Linked DNA regions of Mus musculus: all the other regions are linked to region 1. A link is a contact called in public Hi-C data. All regions are on one chromosome and are shown on one strand. Each heading gives the region's core, a stretch centred on a gene start, on an enhancer-like site or on the middle of the called end of the contact. The rest is flanking DNA. Distances are from core to core; before and after follow the strand shown.

The links. A called contact is a pair of places that touch in the nucleus more often than the background predicts.
Region 2: a Hi-C map of muscle stem cells shows a contact between it and region 1, with 3 times the contacts expected there. The contact joins the promoter of Fbxo11 here to the enhancer-like site in region 1. A contact is called at or near these places in 13 of 39 promoter capture datasets (the 3T3-L1 cell line, 3T3-L1-derived adipocytes, the C10 cell line and 7 more), 1 of 15 datasets of contacts at CTCF or cohesin (CD8 T cells), 11 of 484 Hi-C or Micro-C datasets (the C10 cell line, the HPC-5 cell line, LSK cells and 8 more), 8 of 115 datasets of contacts at active chromatin or transcription factors (CD8 T cells, the HPC-7 cell line, bone marrow-derived macrophages and 3 more) and 1 of 9 other capture datasets (adipose tissue).
Region 3: a Hi-C map of muscle stem cells shows a contact between it and region 1, with 5 times the contacts expected there. The contact joins two enhancer-like sites. A contact is called at or near these places in 1 of 39 promoter capture datasets (the C10 cell line), 2 of 15 datasets of contacts at CTCF or cohesin (CD8 T cells and large pre-B cells), 12 of 484 Hi-C or Micro-C datasets (3T3-L1-derived adipocytes, B cells, the C10 cell line and 9 more) and 4 of 115 datasets of contacts at active chromatin or transcription factors (bone marrow-derived macrophages, embryonic stem cells and fibro-adipogenic progenitors).

What each region holds. Positions count from the first base shown.
Region 1 is chr17:88,130,106-88,133,474 of GRCm38.p6, forward strand. It overlaps Gm4832 (predicted gene 4832), which reads left to right. Exons shown (of 2, transcript NM_001190356.2): 2 at 591-1,078. The coding sequence starts at 610. The coding sequence ends at 1,011. Among named protein-coding and RNA genes, the nearest start is that of Gm4832, 6.3 kb to the left of the region's middle. Within about 2 kb of position 2,031, at least 100 of the 459 cell types and tissues checked have an H3K27ac peak or open chromatin away from gene starts, as enhancers often do. A contact at or near this core is called in 3T3-L1-derived adipocytes, adipose tissue, adipose-derived mesenchymal stem cells and 6 more, where this site is marked.
Region 2 is chr17:88,064,699-88,067,790 of GRCm38.p6, forward strand. It overlaps Fbxo11 (F-box protein 11), which reads right to left and starts at 1,347. Exons shown (of 23, transcript NM_001081034.3): 1 at 311-1,347. The coding sequence starts at 554. It overlaps Gm45950 (a long non-coding RNA gene), which reads left to right and starts at 1,427. Exons shown (of 2, transcript XR_385899.1): 1 at 1,427-1,869.
Region 3 is chr17:88,254,381-88,257,531 of GRCm38.p6, forward strand. The region is part of intron 3 of Gm31615 (a long non-coding RNA gene); the gene reads right to left. Among named protein-coding and RNA genes, the nearest start is that of 1700116H05Rik, 52 kb to the right of the region's middle. Within about 2 kb of position 1,886, at least 289 of the 459 cell types and tissues checked have an H3K27ac peak or open chromatin away from gene starts, as enhancers often do. A contact at or near this core is called in 3T3-L1-derived adipocytes, bone marrow-derived macrophages, fibro-adipogenic progenitors and 1 more, where this site is marked.

The DNA of each region.
Region 1 (3,369 bases), core at 781-3,280:
TTGTTGACTGAGTCCCTTGAGTTTATGGCCAAGAGTGGCATGGCTGGGTCACAGGGTTGAAACCTCATTATTTAATTCTGGAAGACATTTAGCAAGTAAAAACAATCCTTTAGCATCTTCACAATGAACATAACTACAGGTAAAACTAGCTAGAGTCTTCCAGGCTGCTGGGAATATACACAAGGCAATGATTTCTAGACTAAGTATGTGTACGAGGGGACTCTGTAATGTATAAGATTTTATAACTATGTGCATGTGGTGGTTTGAATAGGAATGGCTCCCATGGGCTCATAGGTTTGAATGCTTGGTCATTAGGGAGTGATACTACTTGACAGGGATTAGTAAGTGTGGCCTTGTTGGTGTGGTCTTAGAGGAAGTGTGTCACTGGAGACCAGCTTTGAGGTGTCAGTGTCTCTCTCTTCTTGCTGCCTGTAGATCTGGATGTAGAACTCTCAGCTGTTTCTCCAGCAACATGTCTACCTACATGCCACCATGCTTTCCACTATAACAATGGACCTCTGAACTGTAAGCCCCAGTTAAATACTTTCCTTTTTAAGAGTTGTCACGGTCCCTCTTTTCCTCCTCTCCAGCTCCGGAGCTGTAGCCATCATGAATGACACAGTAACCCTTCGGACCAGGAAGTTCATGACCAACCGCCTGCTTCAGAGGAAACAGGTGGTCATTGGTGTCCTTCATCCTGGGAAGGCAACAGTACTAAAGACAGAAATTCGGGAAAAGCTGTCCAGAATGTACAAAACCACACCAGATGTCATCTTTGTATTTGGATACAGAACCCACTTCGGTGGTGGCAAGACCACTGGCTTTGGCATGAGCTATGATTCTTTAGATTATGCTAAGAAGAATGAGCCTAAACACGGACTCGCAAGACATGGCTTTTATGAGAAGAAAAAGACCTCCCGGAAACAGCGAAAGGAACGTAAGAACAGAATAAAGAAGGTCAAGGGCACAACGAAGGCCAATGATGGTGCTGGCAAAAAGCAAAAGGAGTAGATCTGCGGTGACTCGATGTTTTGCTGTGATGTGCAGATTTCTGAGAGGACAAATAAACTAAAAATAATTTCTACAAAAAAAAAAAGACTTGTCATGGTCATGTTGTCTCTTCATAGCAAAGGAATACTAAGACAGTAATAAGATATTTGTTCAAAGAGATTGATTTGTAGCCTTGTCTTAAACTCATAAGTCCTTTCTTTCTGAAGAGGACAGGGTGGGAATTCAGAGCAAAGCAGGAGGGTGTCTGCTCTCCTGAAGGCCATGGACCCAGCCATTTGTCTCCTGTGTCCAGCAGATGCACAACTTCCTTCAAGAGATCATAGCGTAAAAATACTCCCTGGAGGGGGCTGGAGAGATGACTCAGCGGTTAATAGCACTGACTGCTTCCCCAAAGGTCCTGAACTCAAATCTCAGCAACCACACGCCACCTGTAATGAGATCTGACACCCTGGTGCATCTGAAGTCAGCTACAGTGTACTTACGAATAATAATAAATAAATCTTTGGGCTGGAGTGAGCAGGGACTGAGCAAGCACTGGAGTGAACAGGACCAACCAGAGTGAGCAGAGGTCCTAAATTCAAATTCCCAGCAACCACATGATGGCTTACAACCATCAGTACAGCTACATGTACTCATATACATAAAATAAATAAATAAATCTTTTTTAAAAAGTACTCCCTGGAGTCTACAATATACAACTTAAAAAAAAAAAAAGTTGCTGCCGCTCATGTGAGCAGGGTCTCTTGTTTAATGTCTTGTGTAATCACCACGTGCTGGGTAACGGCTACATTAAATCTCACCTTCTGGGAAAGCTCATTGTCTTTTATCAACTTGAACGATGACTAGCAAAAATCCATAGCCTTCTGCGCCCCTTCTGCAAGGCATTCCTTCTGCGCTGCACCCTCTTTATAGGGAGTAAAGTGTGCATTTCTTGAACTGTAATTGGCCAGGAGTGTCATGGGTTATTCGGAAGACTTGGTCAGGGGGAACCCTGAAGACAACAGGCTCTTACAGTGCAGCTGAGAGCCACGTACTCTGCTTTCTTCACACCAGGAATGCATGCAACCTCAGACCTAGCAGGCAAGATTTCCCAACCTCATGACTTCAGGGCATTATGTTCTGCCAGGGGTTGGCACTGGGAAGGGAAGATTGGTCCAAAGCATAAGGAGGTTAGGTATTTAAGTTTGTTGGGAAAAGTATCCCGACTAAAATGTTAAAGGAAGCTTTTTTACAGTTTATTAGTCCCTGTGTTAGAAATTTGCCCCACTGAGGCAGATAAGTCACCGGTATTCCTTCTGCTGTTGTCCAGCCTCCAGCACGTGTTCGCCAGCCCAGGTCACCTTTGCAGTCCCCTGTCATTGCGTCCCTGCATTCCTTCTTGAGGGCTTACGTGTGTGTTTGGGCTCACTCTTCTTTCCATAATCTAAGGCATCACAAATCATCATCATCAAACTTAGTTCTGGTCCGGACGTGAAGACGACATCTGCCGGAGTTTTGTACACTTCGGCTACTGGTGCCAATTTCTGCCTTTTGTACTATTGTCTTCCTAGGGTAAAGGACATCCGTGACCATTTGTTTCCTCCAAACTAGACACTTAGTCATGAATTTCCCGGGTCACTCGTGATGACAATGATCCTCCAGCAGCCAAGATGAAAAGAGCCCAATCAGAACGTTCAGGACAGAAAACATAGTGAGTCACCCATGGTGAGGAAATTGCTGTCTCCTCAAAATCATTACGGAGAGGAATCCAGAATCTTCAGTTACCAAGCGAGGTCTGCTTGACAAAGTCCACACCACTAAAACAAATAACAACGAAACCAAGCACCACTTGCAGAAATGGGGTCCAAGAAGGCTTGGTTTCACAGAGCAGCGTGGAGAACAGCGTGCTGCTTTGCGATGCCTGTTGAGACAGAGAGTTTGGGCGAGTTCCTCCCAGAGCTGGATGGTTGGTGTTGTAATGGGAAGCCAGCTCACGAGGACGGCAGAGTGTGGAGAGAAGCGCGGCTCTCCGCATTTTCTCAGTTGTGGTCTGGCAGCCAGGAGACACAGGCCCCACTGATGCAGTCCTCTCCCCTCAGAAGCAGATGAAGGAAGCAGGAGCTCAGGATGCAGGTGCAGAAATACAAGCTGGGCGCTGCAGGAGGCATTGCATGCACATGTCAGCGGCTCGATTTCCCAGGACTGAGAGAATGCTGACAGCCGTATCAGACTGTGGTAACTTCGTCCTTGTCACATGGTGCCATTGGAAGGAGAAATGACCATGGGCTGCCTAGAGGGCAGAAAACTAGTGCTGTCAAACCTTAAGACTAGAAATTCCTCTTGGGATCTCTTGAACCACTGAATAAAGATGTATGTATA
Region 2 (3,092 bases), core at 97-2,596, 66 kb before region 1:
CGCCCCCGGCCGCGAACAGACTCCCGTGGGGTGGGCGAGCCAGCCGGGAAGCCCCAAGGAGGGGTGGGGACGGAGGGTGCCAGCCCCGAAACCAAACAAAGCGCGGCCTGAGCCGCAGCCCGGGCGGATCGCGCAGCCGCGGCTTTTCCTGCCGGCCAGGCCCGGCCGGGCCGGGCCCAGGCGAACACTGCGGCACGGTGGGACCCGCCTCCGCTCGGCCTCCGTCTCCCACCCCGGGCGCGCCGCCGCCGCCGCCGCCGCCCCCGCCCGGCCTCCCGCCCGCCCAGCCAGGCCCCGAGCGCGGCCTTACCCCTCTCGCCGGCGTTGTTCCGATCCTGAGGCGGCGGCGGAGGCGGCGGGGGCGGCGGCGGGGGCTGCTGCTGCGGCGGCGGCGGGGGCTGCTGCTGCGGCGGCTGCTGGGGCGGCTGCGGCGGCGGCTGTTGCTGAGGCGGCTGCGGCGGCGGCTGCTGCGGGGGCTGCTGCTGCTGCTGTTGCACCGGGCGCGGCCGCGACACTCGCCTGGGTCTCCGGTTGGCGGCTCGGACGGAGTTCATTTGCCGGGCTGAGGTGGCGGCGTTGGCGGAGGGACACACACACTCACGCGCACACGCACCGCGAGCTCCGGGGCCGGGGAGGAAGGGGGTGGGGAGCGGGAAGGAGCGGGGCGGCCGGGGACGCGGGGACCGGGGGGCCACCGGGCGTGAGCTTCCCCCGGCTCCGCGGGGAGGCTGGGGGCACCACCGGAGCTTGAGCGAGGCCCGCCGGCCGGGCCTGGCGCACGGGCAAGGCCGAGGCCGCCGGGCGGGGCGGCCGCGAGGGACGCAGACAGAGAGACGGGCCGGGCAAGAGAAAGAAAGAAAGGGCGTCCGTCCGCCTGGGGAGCCCGAGGCGAAGCGCGGCGGCGGCCGAGCAGACGAGCCGGGCCCGCCGACTCCCGAGCGGCGTCTCCGGCAGCGGCGGCGGCGGGGGGAGTGGGCGGACGGGCGATCTCGGAGAGGGCGAGCCGAGCGGGGCGGGAGCGCGCGGGGGGCGCCCGGCTCCTCCGTTCCTCGTCCTCCCCCCACACCCCCTGAAAGAGCGCCCTGCGAGGAATTTTCTCTTTCTTCGGCCTCTTCTCTCTCCTCCGCCCCCCCCACCCCCACCCTCGGCGAAGGGGAAATGAGTGTAAAAGGGAGGAGATAGGGGCAAAAGAGGCGTCGTCGTTCCTCCTCCTTAAAGGAACCTTCCCTCCTCAGCCCCAGCGCCGCCGCCGCCGCTGCCGCTGCTGCTGCTGCCGCTGCTGCTGCTGCTGCTGCTCCGTGGCAGGAGGAGCCATTGACACCGCCGGAGCCTCTCCGCTCAAGCCCTGTCGGTCCCTCCCCGCCGCGGGGCTGGCCGGGGGGCGCGGGGGGAGGGCCGCGAGCCGGCGGGGGAGGGGCGGGGGCGGGGACAGAGGGGGCGTGGATTCCGGCGGGGCCTGACCAATGGGAAGCGCCCGTACGGTGTCGGAGCCAATGGAGCCTCCTCTCTTATCGCGGAGCCCCCTTCCTCCAACACCCTGTTTCCTCTCTCGGGTTTCCTCCTTCCCCGACGGAGGAGGAGGAGGAGGAAAGAGGAAAGGGGGGAGTGTGGCAGGGCGGGTGATAATGGGGAGGTATCAGGGCATATAATGGAGCCGGGGGTGGGCGAAGGAGCGGCAGTACGTAGCGAAGGTTCTAGGATAGGAGGTGCTCTGAAGGAAGGGCGGGGGCTGCTGATGCAATTGGGAGAAGTGATTAATCCTGCCTTTTGCCGGTTCAGCCTCCCTCCACCCCAACCTTCACCTGGTTCTCTTAAACGCCACAAGGAGTGAGGGACTCCGTCTTGGGTAACTCCGGATTTCTGGGCTCGGTAGGTTCAAGCTCTCAGCTGTAGGGAGCGCTCCAGGCTCTGTGCGTTTTTAGTCCAGCTGAAGGGATTTATTTGCAAACCTTAAGAAATCTTGTTTCGGCTCTGCTGAGAACTTAAGAGAGAGTCTGGAGTCGGTTCCAGCTTTTGTCGCCCAAACTTTCAGAATGTTTTAGATCTTTAACCAAGTTAGTTTGCTTTAGGCTTTTTTTTTGGGGGGGGGGGGGGGGCAAGTGGTCTACATGGTGTTCCGGAAGAAGTAAAATAAAACGGGTGGAGGTTGTGATGGATTATATTGGTTTTGTTTTAGGTCCCACGAAGTCAAGAAAGATAAACCCCCGAGAGGAATAATCTTTTGTATCTGTGTCTGGTCCCCTTAGCACAATCTCTCCCCAAGGAAAATGTGTTTCTATTCCCTGGCCGCCGTTATGAAGACTGAAAATGTACTCCGCTCACTATTCCTTATTGCATAGCTAGTGGTTTATCTCTGGATTCCCTCATTTCGGAGCTGTCAGTGATTTTCTACTTGAATTTCATTGATTGCTTTCTAGGCTTAAGATAGATAAAACATTACAAAGCTTCAGAAAGGGAGGGAGAAAAGTGAATTCTAAGGGACGCACAGGAGAGGTAAGTCTACGGTATTGTGCTATGTGTAAATTACAGATTTTTTTCTTTTTTTCTTTTTTTCTTTTTCTTTTTTTTTTTCTTTTTTCTTTCTTGGTTTTTTGAGACAGAATTTCTCTGTGTAGTCCTGGCTGTCCTGGAACTCATTCTGTAGATCAGGCTGGCCTCTAACTCAGAAATCCGCCTGCCTCTGCCTCCCACGTGCTGGGATTAAAGGCATTCGCCACCACTGTTGGCAAATCACCCTTCTAGATGTCAGACATCTCCTGCCATTTAAATAATAACCTATCATATGATGTACAATTGCTGGGTTTTTTTTTTTCTTTTTTGGTCATGTGATTTTCAAAGACTCACAATCTTTTCAAAACCTGTATGTGAAGACAGCTATTTGAAAAATATCTTGAGGGGCTAGAAAGATGGCTCATCCCTTAAGAGCACTGGCTGTCCTTCCAGAGGTCTCACTTCAGTCCCAGCAACCACATGGTAGCTCCAACTATCTGTAACTCCAATTCTAGGGCATCTGTCCCCCTCTTCTGGCCTCTGCAAGCACCAGGCATGCACTTGGTGTACAGACTTGCATGCAGGCAGAACTCACACATAAA
Region 3 (3,151 bases), core at 636-3,135, 120 kb after region 1:
AAACTCAGTTATGAAAGGGATTCGGCTACGAAGTACTAGGACTGAGTCACTCTCGGCTAAGACTGGAGATTTCTTAAAACTAGAAGCAAAGCTTGGGAACTTTCTTGTCTCTGAAAGGCTGATAGGCTTCAGCATTAAAATCATATAATCAAAGTTAGGTGCTTTAATCCCAGCACTCAGAAGACAGAGGCAGGCAGATCTCTGAGTTCAAAAGGCTAACCTGGTCTACAAAGTGAATTCCAGGACAGCAAAGGGCCTGAAACTCTGTCTTGAAACAACCAAATATCTACACATATATAATATAGTTAATTTTTCCTGAATGCCTGTGGTAACAAACAATAAGAGTGATTATCTTGAAAACTATTTGTTGCCCGGTGGTGGTGGCACACGCCTTTAATCCCAGCACTTGGAAGGCAGAGGCAGATGGATTTCTGAGTTTGAGGCCAGCCTGGTCTACAGAATGAGTTCCAGGACAGCCTGGGCTACACAGAGAAACCCTGTCCCGAAAATCCAAACAAAGAAAGAAAGAAAAAGAAAGAAAGAAAGAAAGAAAGAAAGAAAGAAAGAAAGAAAGAGAGCTATTTGTTCTCTAGATCAAAATATATCCATCTTACTAATGTTACTACTTTTTAAAAACAGAGATTCATTATATACATTTTAGCAGAATACAATAAATACTTATTATACTAAGTAACAATAATCACAATAATTCGACTTGTAAAATAAAATACAATTAAGGTGGCCCAGGTGCCCAGTAATGAGTTTGAAGTAATGACTCATAAGTGCGAAGACTTCCCTGACTGGGTTTCTAACGTGATTACAAGTGGGTCATAAAAGTGAGTGTGAGAAACTAGCTTCCCAAACCAGGATCACCATTTACTGGAATCCATGAGTTCAGAGTAAGGCAGTAATCTTCTGGGGAGAAATGACTACTGTTGACTCATTAATCCAATAACTCTGTACTAATTACAGTGCCTCAGTTTCCCTATTTTATGAAGTTGTCACCTGCCTGCCGCTCAGTTGTGTTTGGAAAGTCCAGGGAGATAATAGTGTGTTTTGAAAATAAGGAATACATTATAAATGCTAAATAATAATAACAATAATAACAGGGAGTCTCTAATGACAGGGGTCCTTTAATAATACTCATCGAGTGTAATAGCATCACTAACCAGTAGGAACAAGACAGAGTGCGTTTGTCTTCTTAATCATCAGTTTGTCTCATGGGAAATTGGTAGAGAGAGGACTGGCGCCTCACACCGAGCCCCCACAGGCTTGCCAACCCGGTGACTCCTGCCCTCCAACTAGCACCTGCTTCGTTTCTCTTTAAGAAGGCGAGCGGTGTAACAGAAAGAAGGGGACAGAGGTATCCCAGCTCACATCCTAAGCCCAGAGAACAGGATTATAAAGTTTCAGTCCATAGCTGGTTGTAGAAAGAAAAGAAAAATAGGCTTGAGACCAAAGAGAGCAAAGGGCTTAGGGGGACGAAGGACCAAGGTAGCCACGAGGTGGCGACAATCCAGCTGGAAAGACCCGCTCGGGTGGCATAGATGGTTCGCAACCGAGGAAGGAACTTCCATAGACACAAAGAAGGGGTCTTCGGAACGGGGAAAAGGCATTTTGTCTGCTTCGCCGGCAGCGTATCGGGAGTTAGACATGACGAAGGCGACCTGGAGAAGGAGCGAGCAGCTCTCTTGTCATTCCTTGGGCTTCCACTTCCCAGGACCGCAGCCCTTGGTGTAGGGAGAATTTTGTGCAAAATCACCCGAAAAAGGTTTGACCCCCTCCTGCCGCCCGGAGGCCAGCCAGATGCTTCCCCGCAGCGACATTCCCAGGATTCCAGCCCGGGAGAGGACGATTTTGAGCCCAGCCACAGGCCTTGGGCCAGTATCTGGCTGCAACTGCGGGTCGGACTTAGCTCGGCAAGGCAAACCGGCCAGCTCACCCGGGGGCCGGGTCCTTGGAGCCCCTTGGGATCCGACCTTGGGGGAGGCTGCACCCTGGCTCTGGAAAGTGCAGCGGCCGTAGGGCGTGCCCGTAGCTCGGCTGCACCGGGTGCCTGGGAAAATGTCCGGAGCTGAGCGAGGCCCAGGGGGTAGGGGTGGGGGGTGGGGGTGCTCTGCTAGTTTTCTTTTGTTTCAGTGTGAATGTGAACACAACCACACCCTCGTTTGTGCTGGGCAGGAGGTAGCTGGCTTTGAAACTCCACTATTAGGAAATTTGAAATAGGGTTGTTAGGAAACTCCCTCGCAATTCTTAGGGCCGTCCTGGGCTGCCGAGCTTGGGCTCTAGCTGTCTGCCTGGTGCCATGCCTAGCCTACTGAGGTGCTACAATCTTTGGCCTGCCTAGAAGCCATGGGCGAATCCATGGCCCTCCCGCTTGGACCATGGTCAGCGATCAGGAAATCCGGGCAAGCTACTCACGGGCCCACCCCTCTGGGGTGTGGGGCGGGAGCCCTTGAGGAACACATGCCCCCGCAGGACTGCCTTATTTAAGCCCCACAGCATCATCACCTGCATTTTGCAGATGAGGGAAGCAAGCCTTTGGTACTGAGTAATTTGCCCGAGAATCTCAACTCTTAGAGGGGCTGGGATTTTACACTGGACCTGCATTTTTCTCCGAAGCCCTAGGCTATCTATGCTGCCTCCTACAGCCCCGCCAAGAGCCAACTGGGAGAAATATAAATAGAGCCAGGAATGAGCTTAAATTTTGGCAGGACAACCGAGGTTATTTTGGACTCTTCTTGCCTTTGAATGCAGACTGGAAAACAGCTAGTGTAAGCTCCACCTTCATCAACAAATGTTTTCCGTTTGTGTTTTATACCAGGAAACTAAGCACTGAGGTATCCCAGCGAACAGGACAGATCATATTAGTGTGTGATTGCACGAGTGTTTGGTGAGCTAATTATTAAGCTGTTAACTGAAAAACTGCCAATCTGGGCACTAGAGGGAGACTCCAGGCAGCAGGAGGAAGGGCAGTGTTCTTGCTGTAGGCAATCCCAGTAGGTTTCCCCTAGCAGGGTGGTTGGTTCCAATCAGATCTCTCCAGTGTTCCCAGCCAGTCTGTGTGCGGGTCAGCTGTGTCATAACCAGAGCAGGGCAGCATCCACTTCTCTGCAGCCTGAGCTCAGGTACCAGAGTTCTCCTTAGTGTT